4 separate regions of the Sus scrofa genome follow, and regions 1, 2 and 4 are each linked to region 3. Evidence: chromatin contacts called from public Hi-C, HiChIP or PLAC-seq and promoter capture Hi-C data. All regions are on one chromosome and are shown on one strand. Each heading gives the region's core, a stretch centred on a gene start, on an enhancer-like site or on the middle of the called end of the contact. The rest is flanking DNA. Distances are from core to core; before and after follow the strand shown. Region 1 holds the start of RBM18 (probable RNA-binding protein 18). Region 2 overlaps LOC106507054 (a long non-coding RNA gene). Region 3 holds the start of TTLL11 (tubulin polyglutamylase TTLL11). Region 4 holds the start of PTGS1 (prostaglandin G/H synthase 1).

Evidence for each region. Promoter capture Hi-C pulls out the DNA fragments that hold promoters and counts their contacts. A called contact is a pair of places that touch in the nucleus more often than the background predicts. HiChIP or PLAC-seq counts read pairs in DNA pulled down with a chosen protein or histone mark.
Region 1: a contact with region 3 is called in a Hi-C map of skeletal muscle, with 6 times the contacts expected there. The contact joins the promoter of RBM18 here to the promoter of TTLL11 in region 3. A contact is called at or near these places in 1 of 5 promoter capture datasets (liver), 3 of 47 Hi-C or Micro-C datasets (heart right ventricle, liver and skeletal muscle) and 2 of 2 datasets of contacts at active chromatin or transcription factors (alveolar macrophages and skeletal muscle).
Region 2: a contact with region 3 is called in an H3K27ac HiChIP or PLAC-seq map of skeletal muscle, with 5 times the contacts expected there. The contact joins the enhancer-like site here to the promoter of TTLL11 in region 3. A contact is called at or near these places in 1 of 5 promoter capture datasets (liver), 7 of 47 Hi-C or Micro-C datasets (adipocytes, embryonic fibroblasts, epiblast stem cells and 3 more) and 2 of 2 datasets of contacts at active chromatin or transcription factors (alveolar macrophages and skeletal muscle).
Region 4: a contact with region 3 is called in a promoter capture Hi-C map of fetal liver, with 3 times the contacts expected there. The contact joins the promoter of PTGS1 here to the promoter of TTLL11 in region 3. A contact is called at or near these places in 2 of 5 promoter capture datasets (fetal liver and liver), 3 of 47 Hi-C or Micro-C datasets (embryonic fibroblasts and omental adipose tissue) and 2 of 2 datasets of contacts at active chromatin or transcription factors (alveolar macrophages and skeletal muscle).

What each region holds. Positions count from the first base shown.
Region 1 is chr1:262,354,850-262,358,670 of Sscrofa11.1, forward strand. RBM18 (probable RNA-binding protein 18) reads right to left here and starts at 1,431. Exons shown (of 6, transcript XM_001925816.4): 1 at 1,267-1,431. It overlaps MRRF (ribosome-recycling factor, mitochondrial), which reads left to right and starts at 1,145. Exons shown (of 7, transcript XM_003480599.4): 1 at 1,145-1,488.
Region 2 is chr1:262,436,203-262,439,854 of Sscrofa11.1, forward strand. LOC106507054 (a long non-coding RNA gene) reads right to left here. Exons shown (of 4, transcript XR_002337489.1): 4 at 3,136-3,652. Among named protein-coding and RNA genes, the nearest start is that of PTGS1, 18 kb to the right of the region's middle. Within about 2 kb of position 1,664, at least 25 of the 83 cell types and tissues checked have an H3K27ac peak or open chromatin away from gene starts, as enhancers often do. A contact at or near this core is called in liver, omental adipose tissue and skeletal muscle, where this site is marked.
Region 3 is chr1:262,202,617-262,206,445 of Sscrofa11.1, forward strand. It overlaps TTLL11 (tubulin polyglutamylase TTLL11), which reads right to left and starts at 2,135. Exons shown (of 11, transcript XM_021068337.1): 1 at 1,233-2,135; 2 at 929-1,230. The coding sequence starts at 1,635. It overlaps LOC110256220 (a long non-coding RNA gene), which reads left to right and starts at 1,624. Exons shown (of 2, transcript XR_002337477.1): 1 at 1,624-1,696; 2 at 2,135-3,466.
Region 4 is chr1:262,454,586-262,458,757 of Sscrofa11.1, forward strand. PTGS1 (prostaglandin G/H synthase 1) reads left to right here and starts at 1,521. Exons shown (of 11, transcript XM_001926129.6): 1 at 1,521-1,641; 2 at 1,734-1,823. The coding sequence starts at 1,635.

The DNA of each region.
Region 1 (3,821 bases), core at 181-2,680, 150 kb after region 3:
TGGGGACAGAGCAGTGAACAAGCAAGGTTTCTGCCTTCTGGATACACATATTTAGAAAAGGGGCAGGACAAAACAAATGCAAAATAAATATACAAGGCGTAATTTGTGATCAGTGCTGCAAACGTAGTTAAGCAAGGAGATCTGACAAGGAGATTGGGGCTGGACTACTTCAGAATGAGTGGAAAGCCCTCTAAGGGAAATGACATTTGAGACGAGACTTGAATGTAGACCCTTCTGACTCTCTCATGTCTAAAAACAGCAATAAATAATACCAACAAGTACTTAATACCACACAAGTGAATCATTTTAAGGGGAAAGAGTACAGGGTATGGGGCCAAAAGACAGGCACTCAAATACTGGCTTTTGCACCCAGGATTTATTATTTTGTGACTCAAGTCGTGATCTCCCCTCAAGTGTCCTCTAGCCCTAGAAAAGCTTTCCCTTAACAGAGTAAGGGCATCTTGTTAGTCTCTATCACAGGCACTTTTTCTTTCCACTCAATACCAGTTCAATGCCTTATACGTTGTTTTATCTTTCGTTTCCCTCACTAGAAAGTAAGATATGAGAAAGTAAGCTACTACTGAGCAGGGTCTTGATTATTTTGATGATTCTATCCCCCTCCCCATCCCCGCACTTAGTACACTGGCTCCTGGCTGGTGCTCAAAGTTTAGTGAATGAACGAATGAATGAAGCAGGCAAGCCATTTCCCCACTTGGAGCTTCCGTTTTTTCTTCTTCCTTGATATGGGCATTATTATCCTTATCTCGAGTTGTTATGAGGCTAAAATATGGCAATACATTTGATAAGTTGGCACAGAGCTTTTTGAGAAATGGTAAAGTGTGATAAGTGATTAAGATGGCATGCAACTATCTCAAAATTCTTGGGTTTGCAATGGCGACAACCCTTCAGATTCACAGTTCACAAAACGCTTTTTAGCCTTCCCCCATCCCGCCCCCGCCCAGCTGAGCTATAACTACCCTGGAAGCCAAGAACAGTCATTTGGGAAAACTGAAGTGCAGAGAAGCAAAGGCGCTTCTTCTTAAAAAGCTAATGGTAATGGTGGGGTCAAGGCTTGAATCCCGGCTTCCCGATCCCTGGCCGCGAATTCCCAGCTGCGAGGGGTCATTACTCGGATTGATATTTCCGGGCCAGCGGCGGGACGATCCGGGGCGGGGTCTGAGGAGCCGTCTCACTGGGGGAGCCTCCGCTGGGAACTCCTTGTCGGGCCGGCGCTAAAGGGTAGAGGCGCGTTGTGGCCGGACTCACCTCGTGACTTCGGAGTCCTCTCCTCGGCTCATGCCCCCAAAGCAGGTCCCGTCTCCGCGGTCCCACGGCCCTCTACACCCGTCCACCTCAACGCCGCCAGCTGCCAGGCCGCCCTTGACGCACTACGCCTGCGCCGCCGCACCGCCCCGTGACGTCACGACGCCCGCGCCGCCTCCGTCGCCGCGGTCGCGCGAGTCTTCCTAGTACCCTGGGAGCTAGCTGGTGAGTGTCCTCGGTATAGTCTTGAGGCTCGCGCGCCAGAGACTTCTGCTCAGGGACTTCTCAGGGGACTGTTAGGGCCCGGAACACCGTTCCCGATGCATTCCGTTGGAATCCGGCTTGACCTTTACAGATGGGGGCGGGACTGGTAGATCCGAGAGTCTCACGGGTTGGGGGCGGGGCTAATCGCATCAGCTAGGAACTTCCAGGATGGGAGGCTTAGGTTACTAAATAGTATCAGGTACTTAGTTGCCCGCTACCTGGCAGGAACATTTAATTTTCTGAACAATCCCGTGGGAGGTTTCTCCCCATGATGGAGAAACGGAAGCTCGAACGAGTAATTTCATCACGGTCACGCGGCTAGTGAGTGAGGGGACTCAATTCCAACATTACTCTGTGCCGTCCAGTGACAAAACAGTCATTTCAGTAGCCCTTCTATATTGGTAAAGTGCTTCTGCAGCTCTTATCTCATTCGATCGTCCCGGTAACCCTAACAAGTCGTATTGTCATCTGCAGATGAGACTGAGGCCAAGAGAGTTTGACCTATGTAAGGTCACATACCCAGGAAGTGCTGGAACCAGCATTCTTTCCCAGGTCTTCTCTGAGTTGGATGCTTTTTTCCACTCACCCCACTCTATTGCATTCTCAGAATCTTGAAGGCTCTATAGCTAGAAAGAATGAAAGTCTGGTCTGACTCTTCGTGTTATAGTTGAGGAAACAACCTCAGAAGAAATGACTTGATATAAGTCGTCAGCGGCAGAGCTTTCACAAATACTTTTTGAATACAGAGTAGTTATGAATCTAAAAAGGATAGTTGGCAGGAGTGATGAGATAGGAATATCGGAATCCAGGCCTCCTAGCTCTTAGGCAAAGGCTCTTTCTCCATCTGTTAAAGTGTCTTATCCTTCCTTTAGCTGTGCCAGGGATGTGATCTTATATATAGTCAGATACTATAAATGCCCTCACAAGGCACCGAATTTAGAGAATAATATGCCTTATTATCTCTAAGTGAAAAATCTGTCAACCAAGAGACACTGGAAGCAGTTTTGGGAAACAGAGCCCAGGACCTACTGTCCGGGGCTTAGATTTCAGTTCTGGTGCCAGCATTGTGACCTTGAGGAAGGACTTAACCTTTCTAGACTTTCACTCATCTTTCATCACATTTATTCAGAGTCTTCTGTGTTCAGGAATGTGCTGGAGACTGGAGACACAGCCATGAACAAGACAAGCATACATTAGTCCTTGTGGTGCTTATAGTCTTATGGGGGGAATTAGACCATGATCAAATAACTGCACAAATATTAGCTGATATTGTTAAAGTGCCATGAAAAAGTACAGGGTGTTATGAAAGTGGGCTATAGGACATTTGACTTGTTGGGCTAGAGGAGGCAGCCAAGGAAGGCTTCCTCTGAGGAAGTGATGTTTAAGCTGCAGTCTGAAAGGAAAATGTGAGGTTGTTCATTAAAGAGGTGTGGGAAGACCTTTGCAAGCAGATGCAACAGTATGTTTGAAGGCCCTGAAGCAGGAGGAGTATTCACGGAAATGGAAGATCAGTTTGCTTCTTTGTAAAATGTGGGTGGTAATCATAACCCTGGTTATTGTGGGAATCAGGTAATACATATGAAAGTATTTTATGTACAGCAAGGGTCTGTGTGTATTATTAGCGTATTATAAGCTAATACACGACTGGATTGGTAGGGGTTGCTGGCGTAGTGGATGAGCCAGGACGTGTGTTTTCCTCATCTAGTTCTTTACAACATTAAAATGTGCCTTCTATGAAAAACAGGACAGTTTGGAGTTCCCGTCGTGGCTTAGCGGAAATGAATCTGACTAGCATCCATGAGGACGCAGGTTTGATCCCTGGCCTTGATCAGTGGGTTGAGGATCTGGCGTTGCCATGAGCTCTGGGGTAGGTCATAGACTCGGCTCAGATCCTGCGTTGCTGTGGCTGTGGCGTAGGCCAACAGCTATAGCTCCGATTTGACAACTCCTAGCCTGGGAACCTCCACATGCTGTGGGTGCAGCCCTAAAAAGACAAAAACAAAAAACCACAAGGAAAATTCAAGTTTTGAGAACCTCAACTTTAGATAGAGATTATGTACTTCTGTAATTTTTAAAAATATTTCAGTAGTTTGAATAACAGTGCCAGCAACCATACTGTTTTATATACACAGTATAGGATAGTGGTTAAGAGAACAGATTCTGGAACAAAATTGCTTGAAATAAAATCTTGGGCAAAGGATTTATCCGTGCCTCTGTTTCTTTATCCATAAACTGGATTATAATAATAGTACTTATCTCCTAGGCTTATCATGAGGCTCAAATGAGTTCATGTA
Region 2 (3,652 bases), core at 414-2,913, 230 kb after region 3:
GAGCAGATGGAGTCTGCATGGTGTGTGTGCCTGCCGTGTGTGTCACTTGTCCCCGTAGTGTGATATGGGGGCAGGAGTGGTGGAATGCTTTGAGGGCCTGAACTTGAACTGTATGGCCCACCCAGACCTGTGCTCTAGACCTGCCTCCTCCACTTAAAGATTGTCTGATCTCAGGCAATGCATTTAACCTCTCTGAGCCTGACTTTTCTCATCTGTAAAATGGATACTAGAAATTAAACAAACCCAGCAAACTTTTACTTTGTCTGGTACTATTATTTTCATGCATTATTATCCTACTGACTTTTCATAATAACCCTAAAAGTAAGTACTTCTTGTGCCCCCCCCCCCCATTTAATAGATGGGGAAACTGAAGCTCTCTGAGGTTAGAGCATGGTGAAGCCAGGATTTAGACCTAGGCAATCTGCCTGCAGTGCGAGTTTTTAACAGCCAGTTTAAACAGATAGTACCTATTTCATAAGGTTGTCCTAAGATAATCCAAGTACCTAGCACTGTATCTGGCACATAGTAAGTATTCTGTGACTCTTATCACTGTTATTTGCACATGATGGATGTGTCTAGGATGTATAAAACAGGTACAAGGCAGTATGTGGGCAATGTGTGTGTAGTATATTTGCGTGGGAGAGAGACTGGTAGGTGTGTTTGTGGGAGGGTATAAGAGGCATCCATTTATGTAAAGTGTACCATACATGAACTTGGATATATGCGTATGTGATACATTTTACATAATGAACACGACGTGTAAATAAATTTGTTCTGATGTATTATGACATTAACAAGTGGCATATGAAATCAGGGAAATCACACTCCTTGAGGCGTGTGATGTATATGAGCCTCTACTTGTACATGGGGCTCTGCCCTCGGGGTTGAAGAATGTATGTCAATGGGTAATGATCTAAGTCCAGGCATGGCGATAAATGCGCACGTGTGCACACTGCAGGGCACATTTGTGTGTGCGTAGAGGTGATGTGTATGGATACAGATATGCATGTGGTGGATATGCATACTGTACAGATACAATGCATTGTATGTGGTTCATATGCCCACACACGGGAAGCGCTTATATAGGCTCCACGATGTAAATGTGCATGTGTGTGTCTAAGGCATAGACTTAGGCTATACGGCATATCCTTCTGAGATGTATGTATTTGTGATTCATGTTCTCTGCATCTTTGATCAAATGACACCTTCTCAGTTAAAAAAAAAATTACCTGTAACCACCCTGTTTAAAATAGACCCAATGTCCCATGCCAGTCCCCTTTTTATTTTCTGAAAAAAAAACAAAACAACAAAAAAACAACACAATTTAAGTCAGTACTATGTGATGTTCATTGCCTTCTCCCTCGCTGCAACGTAATTTCCGGAGTCCTAGGGCTTCTCTCGGTTTTGCTCTCTGCTCAATGCCGGCGCCTAGCAGAGAGCCAGGCGGGCTGGAGACGCGAGGCGCAGCTCCATGCGGGCCAGCGCAGGATGAAGCGGAGACCCCTCAGGGGCGCGCGACCCACCTGAGCCGCTTGCTCTGTGCGCTCCTAAATGATGGGCGCCCGTCGGGCCGTCACGTCGCCTCCATCCCTGCCCGGCCCCCGCCGTGCCTCGGGGCGTGACTCGCTGTCCCGGCGCGGCCGACCGGGCTCCGACCCATTTCCCGGCGGCCGCAGCGGGCCGGGCGGCAGGAAGCGGCGCATTGTTCGCGGGCCACGGCCCCGGGCAGGGAGTTCCCGGCCCCGCACGGACATGAAAGGAGAAAGCAGCGCCCGCCGAGCGGCCGGCCGGCGGGCCCCGCGCTCAGCTGACCTGGCATCCGCTCCGGGCCGGAGGCCGGGGAAGGAGGAACGCGCCCCGCCCATGTGGCCCGCCAGCCCCGGGTTCGAATTCTGGCTCGCCGCCTCCCGAGCCTGCGTTTCCTCCCGCGTAAATGAAAATTAGCGTCTGGAAGCTCACCTCCGCAAACACCCCGGGCGCTCCCTGAATCCCGCCCTCTTCCGCCTCCAGTTTGCTTGTCCCACTAAAAACTACTACCCCTATTGCCAAAGTGAAATCCGGGCTGCAAGGGAATGTTTCACCTACTCAAGAACACCCACAGGTGTTGCCCCTTTGTGCAAAAAGCGCAGCCCAGGCCAAGGCCCGAAAGGGCCCTCTTCAGGCTGGAACTTGGGCTGCAGGCTCTGCTATGGAAGGGGAAACTGAGGCCCCCGGGGGGTGGGGAGAAAGGCTTGCTCGGGATTTCTCTCTTCAATCACAGGGTATCCAGCAGCCTTTTTACAAGTAAAGGCTCTCTCCCTCCGTGCTTACAAGTTTGGCTACTTTTATGGCATTTTTGTTCAGCCAACTTTTGTTGTTGTTTGTAAAATTGATCCAATGAACACGGTTACTGATGTGTGTCCTTTCAAAGCGCTTTACAGCTTGTTACACTCTTGATCTTCTCATCTCCTCTGGAAGTGGGAGGAGTAAACTGAGAGGTGAAATGTCTCCCCCAGCAGGTTAGGGAAGGGGGAGAGGGGCTTGTCCCTGGTCTGTTTTAGGAGATGTTAATTCCTACAACTCTGGCACCATAATTTTGGGTGGGAAGGTTTTTGCGGGAGGGTTAAGATCTAATCAAGGCAGGAAAAAGTAAAAGATTAGCCACTCCACTGCATTCCAGCCAAGCCCACTCAGTCCACAGCACTAAGTTCTACCCTCCAGGCCTGGACTGTACTCTTGCCTCTTGGAAGGAAAAGTGCAATCTTCACCATTTCCAACAGGGGCCCAGAGAGGTTAAGGGACTTGCACTAGGCCACACAGCAAAATGGTTATGACACAGAAGCCTTCCACCTACAGCCAGACCTTTCCTTCTAGGGAGAACCCTCTCCCTGAGTGCTGAAATTTGGGGAGCCTGTCCTGGGGTGCCTTTACTCTCTGGGCCAGGAGCTTCTGATTATGGAGAAACGGCCTTCTCTCCACCTCTGCCCCCGCCCTGCCCGGGAACCCTACACCAGGGGTAATTGAGATCAGATGCGGCTGTGACCCACGGAATGCTCCCCAGGAACCTGGAAGCATTTACTGTCTGGAAGAGAATCCAGGGCCCACTCTAGGCTGCCCTCTCTCCCGCCCTCCCTCCCTTGCTGTCTCCTCCCCAGGCAGCTGAAGGTGGATAGGGGCCTTGAGGAGCCTCTGGTGCTGCCTGGGGCTTAGTGCAGGCTGCCTTGATGAATACGACTGCTGAAAGCGCCTTCCTGGCTTCCTCCTTCCTGGGGATACGGTTACAGGGGGCCCGACTTCCTGCCCAGCCGGCCCAACTTGGAAGAGTGGATCTGCAGGCTCTCCAGGCCAGCAACTCAGCAACTCCACCCCCTCACCCCCAGCTGGGGCACAGGCAGGCCCCATCTCATTCAGAGCTTAGCTCAAATGTCACCTCCTCAGGGAGGCCCTCCCTGACCACCCTGTATGAACTAGCCCACCTACCGCTAGTCTCTCCTTGTCCTTGTTTCATTTTCTTCCTATTAGCTCTGGCTGGTTGGTTCATAGGTTTTCTTAAAATAATGTTTATTTCCTGCCCCTCCCCTCCCTCCGGAATGTGAGCTGTGCGAGGGCAGGGACCTCGTCTGGTCCACGGCTGCACCCCAGGGCTGGAACTCTGCCTGGGACATAGTAGTTG
Region 3 (3,829 bases), core at 885-3,384:
TGCCAGCTGCACATCATCTCGTCTAAGTCTCCAGATTCAACCACCCTAAACCACAATCCTGACGCTCCAGAAAGCACATTAAATCACCTTAGATGCTGCAAATCAAGTCAAATGGCTTTATCCACTCAGCCAACTGCAACTGATATCTCTGGATTTCACTGGTGCATCATCCCAGCCCCCTGTGGGTCAGGGACAAATAACCCATTCCTTTATTTGCCTTTCACCCACCACTTCCTGACACCTGCTGTATGCCAAGCCTTGGAACACAAAATACAGTGCCTGCACTCATGACAGCGATGGTGAAGTGGGAAGAAAGAGAGGAGTGGCCGGTAACATTAGTTAGCACTTATTGCATACTTGGGCTATACGACAATAAGCAGTGAGTCTTCTGATACTAAAAAAACTATGAGATAGGTATTATTAGCCTCACTTTATAAAGGAGGAAAGAGGCTTAAGAGATGAAGCAACTTGCTCAAGGTCACACAGCTAAGTGGCAGCGTGGTGACCCTAGACCTGTCTACCTCCAAAGTACAAACTGTTCAACTGCCCCAAGAGTCACATAGTAAATGCTAAGTAACTACAACTTAATAGGAAGTGAAAGAGGGTCCAGGGCCCCGGGGACTCGCAAACTGGTAGAGGAGACACACATATAAAGAAACATCTACAATGCAGGGAGCCAAGTGCTGATGGCTGGAGACCATGGAGCTGCAGCGAAGCCAGAGGAAGGGATGGCTAACTTAACCCGGAGGGGTCTGAAGCCAACTTGAGTTAAGTGACTTGGGGGCTAGGCTTTGAAGGATGAGAAGTTTGCGGCTGACAAGTGTAGCGCACAGCTGAAGCTTGGCTCTCAGACTTGGCCTGGGCCGGCCGGACCCTCTGTGCCAGTCCAGTCCACCCCCCTGTGCCCACGCGGCGGGCCGGGCCTCACCTCCTTCCACTTGAGCTGGCGGATGCTGATCTTCAGGGCGTCCAGGGAGGTCCTGGCCTTGGAGCTGTCCACGGTGACGGGCCGCAGAGAGCAATACTCATTGGACCGGTTAGAGCTCCGCTTGCAGCTGCGGCCCTTGCTCCTGGACTTCCCGTGCGGGCAGAGGCCCTGAGCCGGCGCCGGCGCTGGCTTCGGCCTGGACACCGGCACCGTTCGCGGGGGCCGCGGGGGTACGCGGGCATCGCCCTCTTCGGCCGCGCTGGGCGGCCCCGGAGCCGGCTCCTTGGGCTGCTCCTCCCCCCCTTGCGCTCCGGCTCCCCGGCCGCACCCGGGTCCACACGGACCTGGTCCTTCGCAGCCTGAGCCTTGGCCGCATCCACGGCCTCCGCCTCCCACCAGGCCGTCAGCTCCCTCTCGGGGCTGCCCGGCAGCATGGCTCTCACGGCCGGTGCCAACGCCAGTGCCGCCGCCTGCGCCTCCGCCGCTCCGCCGCGCCGGCCCGCGACCAAACTGCCGCTGCCGCCGCAGCCGCCGCCACGCGCTCCCCGCCCGAGCCCGTTGCCATGATCGCTCAGGCTCCGGTTGACAAGGGCAGTCGCCGACTCGGGATGGGGCCCGGGAAGGGACAATCGCCGTCCAGGCCCCGGCGACCTCATAGGCGAGGCTGTCCACGTGACCGGGCCTGTCACAGAGGCGGGGGCGGCCATATTGGAAGAGGGCGGAAGCGTCCTCAGCCCGCCCACCCTGAGCAGCGCGCAGAGCTTGGAGGTGAGAAGCTGCGGTGAACCTGGGGGTAGAAAGGCGTTGGGCGCATGTGAGGCCCGGGCTGGGACTGAGAGACATCAGTTTCAAACAAGAAGCTCCCTTTCCCCACCCCATACACTCTCACGGGGATAACTCCTGGTGTGATGGAGGGAGGCACGACCCCGTCAAGGAGCACCTCAGTCTGATGATGGACTTGACGAGGCCAGGCCCTCAAGGTGCAGCTCCTGATTTGAAGAAATCCCTTTCTGGACCTAGGAGAGGCCCCAGACTGAGAGGGGAGACACTTATCCCGGTTCTCAGGGAGCTCCCAATGGAATGGGGAAGTTTTGAAGATTCGTGGTTGAGTCGAAGACATTAATCATTCCTTTAACTATTATGTCATGTTTTTAAATTATGGTAAAACAAACATAACATAAAATGTCTCACTTTCCCCACTTTTAGGTATGGAGTTCAGTGGCATTAATACATAATAACATTGTTGTGCAATCATCATCATCATTCATCTGTGGAAATTTTTCACCTTCTCAAACTGAAACCCTGTACCCATTAACCCATATCTCCCCATGCCCCTTCCCCCAGCCCCTGAACCACCATCTTACTGTCTCTGTGTGCTTTATTAAATAGCTGATAGAGGTGGAATCAAACAATATTTGTCCCTTTGTGTCTAGCTTATTCAATCAGAGTTTTACTTGTTTGCTTACTTGTAATGGTCTGTCTCACTGGCTAAAGACCAAATGCAGTGAGTAAGGAGTGTCCTGTTCCAGTTGACCAGCAAATTCCAATGCCCAGTCAGTGCCTGTCAGGCAGTAGGCATTCAATAACAATTTCTTGAATGAATGAATGAATGAATGAACAAATGAATGAATGAAAAATAAACTGCTCAGATATTAAATACTTAAATACTTAAGCGAATTATAGCAAATGTCAATAACAGCTTTAGCCACTTAGGATAAACATTATCCTGGTGATGCAACATTACGTGAACTGGTAATAATCGTGATACTTAAAGACTGTTTTGCATGAACAGGTCCTGGAAGAACAGAGAGACAAATGAGAACAGCAGTGGTGCTGGAGACATGCGCTCTTGGTTGAAATTTTTCTCTCAGTTTTGGCAAACTCTTTCAACCTGGAGGCTCTTCCTACCCTTGGACCCAGTAACCCATCTCATTTCTGGAGGTTTCTGCTAAGAATCAGAAAGTCAGACTAAGATTTCCGTGGTAATCTGATATCAGTGAGAATTCTCACTGTCCCAGGGGCTGTACTAATTTTGCATATGTTGTGTCATTTAATGTTTACCACAGCTGTGGGGTAAGTCCTCTTTTTCCCACATTTTACAGATGGGGAAGGAAATTGCTACTCAGAGAAAAGAAATCACTTACCCAAAGACAGCATTCAAACTCAGGGTGGTCTGACACTAGCACCCCTCTCCCAACACCCACACTAACCCCTACACCATGCCTTTGTTCACAAAAATAAGCCACGTGTATTTAAACATGGTCCATATCCATGTATATGTATGTATAACTAAAAAGATATATGCACTAAGCCTCAGCTTATGTGGATTACAAGAAAATTACATGCAGAGAAAAAACACTGGATTCAAATATACCAGACTATTAATAGTGGATGCTCTGGGTGATGGAGTTGAGGGTGGCAACTTTCCTCCTTATTCTTTTCTATGTTTTCCCAGTTTTCTACGATGACTGTGCATTGTTTTCATAACTGGAAAACACAATTTTCTAATAAAAATGTGTCTTGATTGCTGTTCTATAACTCTTATAGCAAGTCCATTTCCGGGGAAAGAGACAGGAAGGGATAGTTCAGGGGACCGAGGTGTGGGCAGCTTTTATTCCTGTTGTTGGTTTCTGCCCTGTTAGTATCAGAGGCTGCCACCAGGTGGCGCCCGAGGCCCGGTGTTTGAAGAGACTGAAGCAGGATGAGGGGCATGGGAGGTCCCTTAGCAACAAACATCTGAGTAAAACTGAACAGCTGCTGCCCAGCTCTACTGGCAAACACACACACTTTTGCCCCTCTAGGCTTCTGCCAGTGTTGCTTGCTCTGCCTAGTGCAAGCTGCCATTGGCCCCCTGTCTTCTCAGTGAGCTGTTTATTTTTAAGTCTCAGATCCAAAAACCTC
Region 4 (4,172 bases), core at 271-2,770, 250 kb after region 3:
TCAGAAATCCCTTTTTTCTTTGGATCACTGGAACCCCAAATCTCCACCCTGAGCTCAGCCCTCTGGTTGATAATCCATGCCTTTGTCTCCTCACCCTGCCTGGGTAGTCACCAGGGAGCTCTGGATCCAGTCAGGCTGTCCCAGCACCCCAAGCCCTCCACTCCCTCCCCACGTCTGCCCTGGCTTGCTCTGTCTCCCTGGGGCAGCTGGCTTTTGTCCCAGGGCAGCATGGGAACAGCTCGGGTGGAGATGCAGGAGGGGCGCCCCAGCAGGCTCACCTCTCCCACCTCTCATGGTTCCCGCCCTGCACCCAGGAGGCCTGGGACCTGCGTAAGGACCGCTGAGCCCTCTCACCTGGACTTCCCTGGCTCTGGGGCCCATAGACTGGCTGGGTGTGGTGGAGAGGCTGAGGGAGAAAATCTGTGGGTGTGGGGCCCCAGGAGACACTGGGTGACCTCGGGCTCAGCCCGCTTCTGAGATCAATTTCCCCAGCTACAGAAAAGAGAAGCTGGATGCTGGGATTCTGCAAAGTAGGCAGCTTGGTGTGACTCCTAGGCCACCCTGGAATTTGAGTCAGGAGATCTTTGAAAATACTGCCTCCTGATAATGGATCATCTATGATGTGCTAGGCACCGCATCAAGAATTTTGTGTGCATTAACTCATGAATCTTACAACAGTCCTCTGGGATGGGTCTTATTAGCATCCCTATTTATTTATGTATTTTCCCACACCCTCAGCATATGGAAGTTCCCAGGTCAGGGATCAAATCTGAGCTGCAGCTGTGAACTATGCCACAGCTGCAGCAACATTGGATCCTTAATCCCCTGTGCAGGGCAGGGATCAAACCCGCACTGCTGCAGAAACTACGCTGGATCCTTAACCTGTTGCACAATGGCAGGAACTCCCTAGCATCCCTATTTTATAGATGAGAATACTGAGGACCAGAGAGGGTAAGTACCAGGTCCAAGGTGACACAGCTAGTAAGCTGTAGAGTCTGGATTTAGATCAGGTCCCCTGGACTTGGAGCCTGTGCTCTTCCCTCTGGCAGCACAGGCTCAGGCAGAGACACTGTAGCCTTAGAGGGTAGAGCCCAGCCCCTGGTGGGGGGCGGGGGGCAGAAGGGGAGCCAGTCCTCCCAGTTGGATCTGAGGGTAGTGGGTTTCCCATCCAGGAATCTACATTCAGGCCAGCCTGGACTGCTCCTTTTCCAGCCTCTTTCTGCTCTGGGGGGGCAGGGTGTGTGGTTGGGAGCAGCGGCTTCTAGCCCAAGATACCCTCAGTTCTGCCCTGAAGCCCTGGGTGACTTGCACATCATCTCTGGGCCTCAGTTTCCTATCTTCCTAATGGGCACAATTCTGGTACTACTGGGTTTTAAAAGCTCAAGCGTCTCAAGGATCTCGGGTGAAAAACCACCTTAGCTGCAATCATAAAATAATTAATAAAATGTCTTGGCCAGAGCGGGAGCAGAGGAAGTAAGTGGGCGGCGGCCGAGGTGACAGCCGGCTGGAGAGGTGGAGCCAGGGAATGGGTGGGGAGGGGGCGGGCCAGGCGGGCCAGAGCTCCGGGGCAGAGTTAGAAACTCACCCAGGGAGCTGGCAGTCTGTATCCCGCACCCCATCAGCCGCCCTGCACCATGAGCCGTAAGTCTGGCCCGGGTGCCCCCAGAATCCCCTTTGCCTCCCGGTGGAGCCTTGAATGCCAGGCTCAGCCCTTCATTTCTCTCCCTCTGCAGTGCGGAGTCTCTCGCTGTGGTTCCCGCTGCTTCTGCTGCTGCTGCCGCCACCCCCGGCCCTGCCCGAGGACCCCCGGGCGCCTGCACCGGGTAGGCAGCCCTTTCCTACCCCGGAGGAGCCCTGAGTCCTGCGTCCCTTGCCTGGCCCCTCACCCAGGGTCCCCTCTCCCTCCGGCGGGCCCAGCTTCCCCTTTCTGTTCGCGGTGTCTGGGAGCGGGGAGAGGGCTGAGTGTGTAGGTGAGACCCGGGCTCTCCGCAGACCCTTGGTGCGTGTGTGTGTGTGTGTGTGTGTGTGTGTGTGTGTGTGTCCTTGTCCAGGACGCCGCAGGCTTCTTTTTTTTGGGGGGGGAGGGCAGACTGGGATTTTTTGCTGGCTTTGGGAAAAGGGACAGCCCCTCTCCAGCCGCCTCACTGTTCTGGGCCCCCAGCTGTCCAAGCCGACTCTGGCCCCAACAGTCTCGCTGTTTCCCCCTTCCGGCCCCTTGTGGAGGAAGCAGCAGGCGCCCAGGGGAAGGCGGCTGGCGAGGTCTCTTTGTCCAGCCTCTAACTTTCTGGGACCCTTCCAAATTCCCAGGCTCTCCCATGGTGAGGACCCTGGGTACACCCATCATTCCAGGAAGAGGGATGGTTTGCTTCCCCTGAGGTTTAAGTCCTCACCTGTGAGGTCTCCACATCTGTGTTAACTGAGGCTCACCTAAGAGCTGTACCCTCTCAAGTTGCACAGAACGTGGTGGGTCAGAGTTGCGCTTGGATCTGTCTGATTCTAGGCACTTTGCAGGGTCTTTCCCACAGAGGGTGCTCCCTGCCCTCTTCTCCCTCAACCAATGGACCCTGGTTGCATCACCCCAGAAATGATGGGGAAAGTCAGATCGTGTAAAATTCCACCACCCCTGCCCCCTACCACACATATACCAGGTTCCAGGTGAAGGAATGCAGCTCCTCCCTCGACCACCCCCTCCCCCAGTTATTGCTTGTGTGTGTGTGTGTGTACAAGGTCTGGACAGAGCTTCCTTCACCACTAGCTGTGTGAGCCATCCCTCTCCGGGTCTCCGTTTCCTGTCTGCAAAATGGGGACAAGAGACAGTAGGAGGGGGTGGGGAACTGAGCTTTTGCTTGCAATGCTCAGAGGAGAGAGGGAGCATTATCTACATGCACTGGGAAGGGGACCAGGTTTGCTGGAGGAGGGGGTTCGAGAAGCTGGCATTTGGGGAAGCCAAGGGGCAGAGGGAGGGTGCTCTAGGCAAGAGTTTGGGTATGAACAAAGATCTGGTTTGTGGGAAGAAGAGGAGGAAGTCTTATATGGCCAGCAGTTTATAGTTAACAAAACCCGGCTGTGAGCATCTATGTTGTTGGTGCTCATAAGAGTCCTCCTAGGGAGATGTTAGTCCCATTCTACAGATGGGAACGCCGAGGCCCAGACGGGTGAGCCCATTTATCTGAGACCCTGGTAGGAGAGCCAGGGCTGAGCGGGCTGCCCCAGGGACCCCTTTTGTTAGCCCCTGGGTCAGCCCGGCACTTCCTCCCATGCTCTACTCAGTTCCATCCAGGCCCCCAGGGTACCTCAGGGCTCACCAGTGCCTGGAGAGCTATGGTCTCTGCCATTTTGCCTTTAGCTTTTCCTTATCTTTATATTGTATGTGTTTAAAAAGTATCACTTTTTTTTTTTAAACTCCACAAACAATCCCTGGGGATTGTTAGTCTTTGACTGGAGCCTGGAGACACAGAGTTGGAAGGATCTCGCAGTCTGATAGAGAAGACAGAAATGCCAACATGTTGTCATCCAAGGGAGTCAAGCCCATAACTGAGGGAAGCACGGGGGGTGGGGATGGGGAGTGCGGGGCTCAGGGGACAGTTACCTCTCAAGTGTGAGGAATTGAGGGGGGCTTCTTGGAGGTGGTGACATTTGACCTGGCCCCTGAAGGAGGTGGTGAGTGTGGGGGGGATACTGTGGGTTTTACCTTGAAACTCTGTAAAGGATCTTTTAGGCAGAAGCAAGGGCACTAGCTAAAGCCTAAGATTCTGAGCTGTGGAAGCAGACAGGAGCCCAGGGAGCAGTGGGGCAAGAGGCAGGTGCTGGTCGGTAGGGCCTTTGAATGCAGATTGAGGAGAGGGACTTGAGCCTGGGACTTGGAGTATAATTGGGAGCAGAGGAGTGAGATGGGGTGGATGACTTGGAGGTGAGACTGGAGTCAGGGAGACCATTGAGGCTGTTGCAAGGGTCAAGGAAAGACCAGAGGACAAGCTGGGTGTGGGAGCAGAAAGTTTGGGCCGCCTTTCCATTTCCAAGTTTATGGGTGAACTGAGGTCCAAGATGCCTGGACAGCTAGGGGAGGCATCAGCCCTGGGAAGCCTAAGCCTGTGTTTTGTTCCCAGGGCTGCAGTAGAGGCCAAGCCCGCATTAGATTTGGGGCGCAGGCTCACCTGGGGGCAGATTGCTTC